Regions from separate parts of the Ovis canadensis genome. Here region 2 is linked to region 1. A link is a contact called in public Hi-C data. All regions are on one chromosome and are shown on one strand. Each heading gives the region's core, a stretch centred on a gene start, on an enhancer-like site or on the middle of the called end of the contact. The rest is flanking DNA. Distances are from core to core; before and after follow the strand shown.

What was found. Hi-C and Micro-C count contacts between places; a contact is called where the count stands out from the background.
Region 2: a Hi-C map of fibroblasts shows a contact between it and region 1, with 5 times the contacts expected there. The contact joins the promoter of SEMA5B here to the enhancer-like site in region 1. A contact is called at or near these places in 2 of 2 Hi-C or Micro-C datasets (fibroblasts and lung).

The regions. Positions count from the first base shown.
Region 1 is chr1:190,310,823-190,315,727 of ARS-UI_OviCan_v2, reverse strand. It overlaps HSPBAP1 (HSPB1 associated protein 1), which reads left to right. Exons shown (of 8, transcript XM_069555711.1): 4 at 3,225-3,361; 5 at 4,676-4,847. Among named protein-coding and RNA genes, the nearest start is that of SLC49A4, 44 kb to the left of the region's middle. Within about 2 kb of position 2,892, the one cell type or tissue checked has open chromatin away from gene starts, as enhancers often do. A contact at or near this core is called in fibroblasts, where this site is marked.
Region 2 is chr1:190,617,405-190,622,309 of ARS-UI_OviCan_v2, reverse strand. It overlaps SEMA5B (semaphorin 5B), which reads left to right and starts at 2,072. Exons shown (of 20, transcript XM_069555499.1): 1 at 2,072-2,530.

The DNA of each region.
Region 1 (4,905 bases), core at 1,643-4,142:
CTTGTTAGCCTTTGAATGTATAAATTTAGTGGTAAGTAGAAGAGAATTAAGGACTTGCGATGAAAGTTTAGGAGTCATGTATGTAGCTTGATTTAAACATTATAAAACAGCAGGCAGAAAGTTAAGATTCATTTTAAGAGGGATAAAAGTAGGGTTCCATGGCCTCCTAAATCTACACAGTCAGGGATAAAGAAATATGGCTAGGCAACAGTTCATAAGAAAAAGGCAAGAAATTCCCAACTCTCAAGAGCCTGTGGGGAAAGTCAAAATAGGTACACTCAGTGTTGCCTATTTTTTGACAAATTTACTCTTACTCTCTCTCTACCACTTTGCCCCAAACCCTTCTCCCTGTGGTTTTCCCAGCCAATTTACAGCTGGATCGTAGGTAGTTTAGGTCACCCTGGTCTAGTCATTTCACAATAATTTTTCCTTGTTCAGTGACTCTGTTAGATACGAGGCGCGGGAAGCCTTGTGTCAGTCTCTCATATGGTCCCCCACACCCCCGGTAGAACTTTCCCCGTGTGGTTTTTTTCTGAAGCAGTGCTCTAGAACAGTGTCTCACCTGGGCTCAGTCCACTGACCCCCTCAAAGTGCATGTGAAAGTGTGTGTGTGTGTGTGTGTGTGCGCGCGCGTGCACTCATTTCTCTGAGCAAAGGGGTGTTGGTATTCCTTAAATTTCTAAAGAGGTGTATCTATAAGAAGATTGAGTGACTTGAACCAGCCTCTTCTTAGATGAGGCAGATCCCTGTTTTCTGTTTTTGTACTGCATGTCTTTCCGCTGCCTTTAAATTCCAAACTGAGGTGTGATGACTTGTTCACCAAAGACCAGGTTTATGGGAACCCTCCCTAAGCTCCCTGCTTGGACCGGGTGCCCTTTTTCAGTGATCTTAGCGTGCTTTCTGCTCACTTCTGTCAAAGCAGTTCTTCCACTCTGTGGGACAGGTCTATTTATGGGACTATCTTCCATTGTTAGATTTAAAAGGAGGGCCTGTGTTGTATTAATTTTTTGTATTCCAAACATTCAGCATTATACTAGATATGTAGTGTGCTGTGATGTGCTTAGTTGCCTAGTCATGTCCAACTCTTTGCAACCCCATGGACTGTAGCCCTCCAGGCTCCTCTGTCCATGGGGATTCTCCAGGCAAGAATACTGGAGTGGGTTGCCATGCCCTCCTCCAGGGGATCCTCCCAACCCATCTGCTCAGATGGTAAACTCACCAGACTCAGATGCTCAAAAATGTTCTTGACCTGAACCATTTATAATAAGCCAACATATTCTTCTTTCCCTCCCAAGCAACCAAGATTTTAAGCACTTAACCTGAACCAGGTATTCCAATAGGCATTAGGAAAACAGGTAAGCTCCTTGCATAGAGCGTATGTGCTGTGTCCAGAGGGGACGTGACTTTTGCCAACCCCAGAGCTGCTGCATGGAACCGTATGCATGTATAATAGTGCTGACTTTTAAAAAACTCCGCCTTTAATAACAGATATCAGTTATATGCACATATTCTGCTATCTTCATCACTGAAAACAAAAATGAAAATGCTTTTTCTAGTCTTCCTTAAAACCATCTATTAAAATGTCTCTCCAGAATCCTTTCTCTTTGAGTAATGTTAATGTTCTGCCTCTTAAAATAGAAAATGCAGATTGAAGACACTGTTAAAACTAGTGTCAGTATTTAGGACAATGTTCTGCACCTAAAAGTGTTTTTTATTTTGCTTTATTCTTTAAAATTCAATAGGAAAAATTCATGACTCAGAAAATAAATAAAGCCAAACCTTTCTGTCTGACTCAATAGTGTGTCCTTTTCTTTTCAGCTTATACATATTTTAAGTTCATGGATTTGAGTTTATGTCAAACTACATTTGTAGTTTTCCAACTTTTATTTAAAAACAAGAACATTCTTTCTTTAAGCCTAAATAAAATCAAGCAGAGCAGTTTGTTGAAAGAGAACTAGACATAAGGAGTGCCAAGTTCAAAGTGCGGTCTCTGTCTTAAAGTTCTTTACACTTAAAGAGTTCATGACTTTAAGGAGCATAGCAGTAGTGTTTCAAAATATGTGCTGTGTCTCCCCCACCTGGACACTCTGATTTAGTAGGTAATAGTAAAGGCACCTATAGTTTTAAACAACTACACTAACCCAGGAGACAAACCTTAGACAGGATATTAGAAAGCAAAAACATCACTTTGCTGACAAAAGTTCGTATAGTCAAAGCTGTGGTTTTTTTCAGTAGTCATGTACAGATGTGAGAGTTGGACCATAAAGAAGGTTGAGCGCCGAAGAATTGATGCTTTCGAACTGTGGTGCTGGAGAAGACTCTTGAGGGTCCCTCGGACTACAAGGAAATCAGATCAGTCAATCCTAAATGAAATCAACCCTGAATATTCATTGGAAGGACTGATGCTGAAGCTGAACCTCTAGTACTTTGGTCACCTGATACAAAGAGCTGACTCATTGGAAAAGACCCTGATACTGGAAAAGATTGAATGAAGGCAGGAGGAGAAGGGAGCAACAGAGGATGAGACTTTGGGATGGTATCATAGACTCAATGGACATGAGTTTGAGCAAACTCTGAGAGATAGTGAAGGACAGAGAAGCATGCATAATGCAGGCCATGAGGCTGCAAAGAGTAAGACACGACTGACCAACTGAACACCCACCACCTAGGAGAAGCCTTCTTTCATGTGGTCTTTGAAGTGCAAAAAGTTAATGTATTACTTATACCTCGAAATATCTACACTGTTTAGAGGGAATATGCCTTTCTGGATTCATGAGTTGAGCTTCAGAGATTTTTTTTTAAAAAACTTGTGTTGCCATTGCAGTCACTGTTCCTACTGCCTGAGTCACTTCCACCAGATATCCTCATAACTCTGCCTAGTGTTTATTGTCGGTCTCCAGCCTCTAAAATGTAGGCTTCATTTGGGTGGGCGTTGTCTTTTTGTTCACTGATTGATCACATGTTCTAGGAGAGTGCCAGGCGTGTTGTAGGCAGACATTAAATATTTGTTGAGTAACTGCTATTAGTGAGGTCATTCAGATATGTAATTGGTTAAAAAGAATTCTTGGCCTGCTCTGCAAACCTAAGCTCTTCCATCTGTAGTGCTTTCTGTAAGAGAGTGGTTCCCATTGCCCCAAATCAGATGTGTAAGTGAAAATGTGTGACACTACTATACAGCAGAGTTGGTTGTTTCTTGATGGACTGTAACTTTATTTTCATAACAGGATGTGATATGGTCTGACTTTGGGTTTCCTGGAAGAAATGGACGGGAAAGTACATTGTGGATCGGCTCCCTGGGGGCCCATACACCCTGTCATCTGGACACCTATGGTTGCAACTTAGTATTCCAGGTACAAGGAAGGTAATGCACATGTGCATAGGCATGCAGGAGGGAGAGAGAGAGAGAGAGAAATGTGTGTGTGTGTGTGTGTGTGTCTTTGTGTGTTGCACAGGAAAAGCAGTGACTATTGGGTAGGCAGCAGGACTCCCTGCTCCATTCTATCAGCCTGTCTCATGACCAGAGCAAATCTCTTAACCTCTGGTTCAGTCTCCTCCTTTGTGAAATAAGGGGAGCAGCATACACGGTGGTTTTTGTGTGCTGTGTCTCTCAGCCATGATCAGGATTGCTGTTAGAAAGCTGATCCAGAACTTCCAGGCGTCCACTCCCAGTTCAGCTAGACAGTTGTCTGCTTAGCTGGCTCCTTCTTCCACTTCTCTGAAAATAAAATTAGACTGATAAGATCTTTCCAGCTCTGACATTCTAAATGTATTCTCCCAAACGAGTCCAGGGGAAGGGAGCAGCTTTATCATCTCTAAGGCAAAATAAGACTTTATACTTCCTAGTTTAAGAAATGTAATCAGCTATCTTGAAAGGACAAGATAGCCCTACTGTAACTGCCAAGGGTCACTGGAGGGCTTTAGGACTTGTCTCAGAACTTGGTTCTTTTCTCTCTCTACTTCCCCATCTGTGGATTTCTGTCTGTGTCTCTTCCCTTTTCACTTCTCCCTTCTTTGCCTCAGATGTCCTCCCCCTGTTGGCTCCAAGTATTGGTGTGTCTAATGTTTTGTAAGTTAAGATTTATCACTTCCATTTTCCAAAAAAATTTAAAGTGACTAAACCATTTTACAGTTTTCTCTTTTTGCAAATTCCTATATTATACTACTTTTTATTGTGTGGCATCATTTGTGCATTTCTCTTCCTTAATGAATCAATTTAACAAATGTTTAACTTAAGAAATTCACGGTCCAAACAGGGAGAAGTCTGAAAATTTAACTTGATGGACAGAACCCTGACAGGTTACTCTGGATAAGATAAGAATACAGAGATTTGAAAGAGCGGAGGTTATTCTAGGTAGCTCTATCTATAGGAATGGAAACAGCTTATGAGGAAACTGACTTTGATTTGAGAATTATCTTACAAAGCAGATCTTGTCCCTGCAAAGGGGCTACTTGGGACATCCTGAGATACCAACTAGTTGCTACCCTACCTCCACCAGGTGTCTGCAGAGGAGATTCCAGAACTGAGTGAGAGATGGGCCAGGTGACCCCTGAGGTGGCTCCTGTATTCCTTTATGGATTGAATGAAAATGGGTGAAAATGGGCACGTCACTGCTGCCTTCTTACATCTTTTGTCTCAAGTCTACAATATTAACTTGTATCTTTTTTTTTTCATTAGGAAAAGATGGCATCTCTTTCCTCCTGAAGATACTCCTTTCCTTTATCCAACTAGAATCCCTTATGAAGAATCCAGTGTGTTCAGTAAAATCAATGTTGTCAATCCTGATTTAAAACGTTTTCCTCAGTTCCGGAAAGCTCGAAGACATATGGTCACGCTGAGCCCAGGACAGGTAATGGGAGCTTTAAAACACTGGTGATCTGTCAGTGGACACCCCAGCTATAACTTCT
Region 2 (4,905 bases), core at 823-3,322, 310 kb before region 1:
GGTAGGCTGCAGTCCATGAGGTTGCTAAGAGTCAGACAGGACTGAGCGACCTCACTTTCACTTTTCACTTTCATGCATTGGAGAAGGAAATGGCAACCCACTCCAGTGTTCTTGCCTGGAGAATCCCAGGGATGGCGGGGCCTGGTGGGCTGCCATCTATGGGGTCGCACAGAGTCGGACACGACTGAAGTGACTTAGCAGCAGCAGCAGGAGAGGGCTGCTGCCGACCATGGCTCAGAAGGCACTTTGTCTACTCTCTCAACCAGACAAATGGGAAACTCTCCTACTCATATCTTTTCCCTGCTATATAGAGAATATTTTCATATTTTTATATTAATGAAAAGGTGTCTATATTTCACACACATTTATATTTTTGCAATAACAAAGCAGTCCCCACAGTTCTGTAGGAAATAGGAACGGGGTGTGTGGGAGGGACACACTCACAGTAGTGGAAGGAGGATCAAGAGACCTGCCCCCACCCCAGCCTGCAACTCTGGGACAAATGCTTCCCCTCTAGTTCTCATTGCCCGGTCTGTAAAATGATGGATTTGGACTCGATGCCCTGTGTTAACCTCTTCTGACTTGATTTCTACCCCTAATTAAATGGATGGGGTGTTAGACTAGTATGCATGACATGCCCATTCCCTTCCTTTTTCCCTCGTCTGCGTCTGCGTCTCTCTCCTCTTGTCCAGTGTCTTACCTTTGCAAGTTCCTCTTCATTCGGCACATTATGAATTTCAGCATTCCTGTTGCCCTAGAAAGGCATTATTTCTGAGATTGTGCAGTGTCCCTTTTTGCAGCATCTCATAAACGCCTTTCCAGGATTCTTTCTTTTTTTTTCTTTCCCATCGTCCTGGCCAAACTGCTTCTCTCCTTGGTTCAGAGGGGTGTGTGTGTGTGTGTGTGTGTGTGTGTGTGAGAGAGAGAGAGAGAGAGAGAGAGAGAGGATGCCTCTCTGACTACTGTCTCCATTTCTCTGCTGTACCTGGGATTTCCTTTATCCAGAATTTTAAGTAAAATGATTCACTCTAATTTTTCAATTTCTGGCATACTCTAGAAAGTCATTTAATGTTTTCCTTCTTCCAGCTTATCCATTTTGATTTTGCAGTTCTCTTTGGCTAGCCCTTAAAATCACACTTTTCCTGGTTTAATTTTTCAGGGTCTTTGTCTTTATCCTTCATTCTTGCATTTTCTTTTCTTAGGTCACCTTAAAAAAAAAATTTTTTTTTTTTTTTTCAAATACCTTTCTTTGTTCAGCAGAGGGCTCTCTTCCCATCCCTCTTGCAGCCGGGCAGACAGGATTTGAAGCTTGCTCCCAGTCTTTCCCTCCGGTTTTCTAGCCATCAGAAACACTAGGATACAGTTGTAAACAGTTCATCCTTGCTCGGTGTGGTCCCACTCAACCTTCCCTCCTCAGTTGAGAGCCCCTCACTGCCTTTCCGGCTCGTTAATTTCTTGGATGCCCTCCCAATGTTCCTGATGTTATGAGACTCATTCTAGCCTCTACTCAACCCGCTCAGGAGGGGTAGGTTTCATCAAGCCTAGTATTGCAGCTGAAGAAACTGAGGCTTAGAGAGGTTCTCTCCAGGTCGTGCAGCTTGTAAAGATAACCCTTCTAAGCCAATTCTAGTTTTCCAGTCCAGCCCAGCAGCCTCGCCTCATGCCCTTCGACTGCATTTTTAATATCAGATTTCCCCTGTTGTGTACTAGATCCTTTCCCCCTTCTAGACCACAGGCAGAAAGATCGTCTCCAGCTGATAGGGCTGCGGAATTGGGGAGCCGAGGAGAAGGGAGAATTTCTTGAGGTTCCAGCTGTTGGGTGGGCAGAGTTCCGGTGCGCAGACTCCCCGGCATTAAGCCGGGTTCGAGACGGGGCTTACCGAGGACGGTAAGGCAGGATGTGGCAAAAGGGATCAAGCGCTCCAAGAACCTGTGTCTCACCGCTCGAACGCCGACCACGGAGCGGGACTTCTATCTACTATCCTCCGGGTAAGCACACTTGGCAGACTCAGGGCGGGAGCCGGGCCGATCCCGGGGACGCGGAGGTGCAGGGCGCCCCCTCGCGCTCCTCGCGCGCCACGGGGCTGGCGGGTGGCGCGCCCGCCGCGGGCAGGTCCTCTCCAGCCCCCTCCTCCTTTTCGCTAGCGCTCCCCTCCCTCTCTCCCCTCGCTCCCAACTCCTCCCCCATCGCCTCTCCCTCCCACCTTCGGCCCCCTCGGTCTCCTCCTCTCTGCTCTCAGCCGCGCGCCGGGTCGGGAGCTAGTTGGAGCGCGGGGGCTGCCGCCCGAGCCCAGCTCGGCGGAGCCGGGCGGGTCGGCGGCGCGTCGGACCGCTGCTGGCGGACCCGAGCTTGCCGGCGCGGACCCGGGTCGCGGCTGCACTGGAGCGCCGAGTGAGGGTCGAGGGCGATTCCTGCGCGGCGGCCCCATTCCCAGACGGGCCGCGAGTCCTCCGGGTTCCTCTCTGCCGCTCCCCGCCGCCGGGAACCGGGAGCCGCTTGGAACCCGGCACCTGCGCCAGCAACCCGGAGGTGAGTCCCTGGAGTCCCGAACGCTTCGCCTACGCGGGCTGGGGCTGCAAGTTGCAAACTTCAGCAACTCGGGTGGGTAGAAGGGTAGGGGCCCAGCGGCGCTGGCAAGTTGGAACCAGGTTGCGGACACTGCGGGCCGAGGGGAGGGAGCCCCCGGGCTTCCTTGCAGCCCGCTGCCACCTCGGCGGGGGCGCCCACCGTGCTGCCGCGCTCACGCGGTCCGCCGGCTCCGGCTCCGGGGCACTGGCCCGGCCGCGATCTGTGCGTCTAGACTGCCCACCGGGATGGGGGTCCGGGGCTGGGCCTGAAGGAGGGGACGGACGAACGAAAGGCTGGGAGAGAACGGGGCCGAGGCGGCGAGATGGAGGCTCCGAGAGGGCGGACGAGTAAACCCGGCGGCGGCACAGTGCGGGCAGCTAGGCGCGTGGGAGCGTGGCCTGCCCGGAGTGCGAAATCTCGCGCTCGGGGACGTCCCCGCTCTGCCGCCGCCTGCGGGGGTCCCCGCTGGATTCTTCCCAGACTCCCTGCCCTGGCAGGGCCCTGCGGAGCCCTAACTCGGCCCCGCCAGGCCCCAGACGCAGCCGTCCCGGAGCCCCCCGCCTAGGCTTTCAGAAAGGGGTGCGGCGGCGGGAACGCGGGACGCGAACGGCGATTTCCTGATTTATTTTTCTCATGGTAATTTGTCTTTGTGGTTGGGCTCCCCATTCACTTTCCGCTCACGTCGTGGCGGAGATCCAGCGAGGAGGGAGGGAGTGGGGGGCGCTCGGGCACAGGGAAAGATGCAGACAGGAGAGGGGATGGGGACCCGAGCCGGGCGGGAGCCGAGAGGGCAGTGGGCGTAGGACGGGCAGAGGATGACGGCGAAGCCGAGGACACCAGGACTCGCGGAGCCGCGGGCGGGCGGCTGAGGGAGGACAGAGCCGGCTGCTTCGCCTGCCTCAAACTTTAAACAACCAGGAGGAGCCACCTGAAGCGCCCTTGTTGCCTCCTACCCCTCTGTCGGTGCCCAGTGCTCGGGTTATTCCGTCTGCCCCGCCGCGCCGTGCCCGGCTGCAGTGGGCCCCGAGTTTGGATGGGGAGAGGTGATGACCCGACTCTGCCCCCCACTCCTGCGACCCCCTCCAGGCTTTCCGCGGTGGGGATATGAGATCGGCCGGAGCGGGGAAGAGCTGCCAACCCTCGGGATGCGCTCTTCCCCGGTACCGTGACTGAGCCCACGGAACTGGGATTGGGAGGGTGGAAGCTTGCCTATGTCTAGACCCCACCACGATCCTACCTTCTCTGGCCAATCCAATCTCCTTGCACCTTTCTCAGACATCCCCACTTCCCCTCCCATCCCCACCACTTTGGCAGCGGCTTCTCTCTCTTGGCCCTTCTGGCCCTCCTCTTTGTCCTCTCCACCTGCACTTTCCCTCATCTTCAAGCCTGTTCTCTTCCATCTCTTCTTTTACCGCAACCTCTCTCCCACCCTCACCCCGTCCCGCCGCCCCAGTTCCTCTTGACATTCAAAAGTGGCCTCTCGCCTTTTCTGAACCAGGATTGATGACCTTGAAGAAGGAGAAGAGGGGAACTTGAGCCTGAGAACTGGACCTCATAGCTAGGAAAACACGGAGAGGCAGATTAAGAAGTAGCTTGCAAAAACTCGCTGGTACCCTGCCCCAAATCTAGATTTCCAACCTGAGGAGGAAGGGGGATAAAATGTTAGAGAGAGAGAGGGAGTCTGCTGTTCCATCACCCATAGTGCTAGAGGACTACAGATCTAGAAATTACAATTATAAGTGATCTCATTTCTCTGTGTACATGTTATCCTAGCTCGCCCTACTTTGGGAATTGACTGGAACATCCCACAGCCTAGTCCTACCTGTCACCTGCTGGGCCCCCAACTCACCCTCACTCTCGGGGCCCTCTAGGATTCTACTGTGAGATGATGAGTTCCTTGAGGTCTAATTCACTACTTTCACTGAGGATTGAGGTGGTAGGATGGACACAGAAGGCAAAGGACAAGATCCCTGATTAGAAGTGCATCGTTCCTTGTTAAATAGCCTTAAAGGACCCAGGGCTGAGCTCCAGTGCCCCACCACCCACACCCCCAGCAGCTAGATGTTACCGCATGGTCCTCAAGTGTTGACTTTGTTATTGTAGATACAAGGTAAATGAGACCGACAGTGACAGTGAAGTCACAAGGTCACTATTTATCAAGCACCTGTTATGTGCCAGATACTAGACGCTGTGGATACAGCAGTAGATAATGTCTCTGATCTCTGGAATGGAGGTGAATCAGCATGACTAGGAGAAACTAATTACTAGCATTGCCTGATTGCTGTGATAGAATTTACTGTGGGTGTTTTCCTGTGGGTTTAAGTAACCTGAGAGTG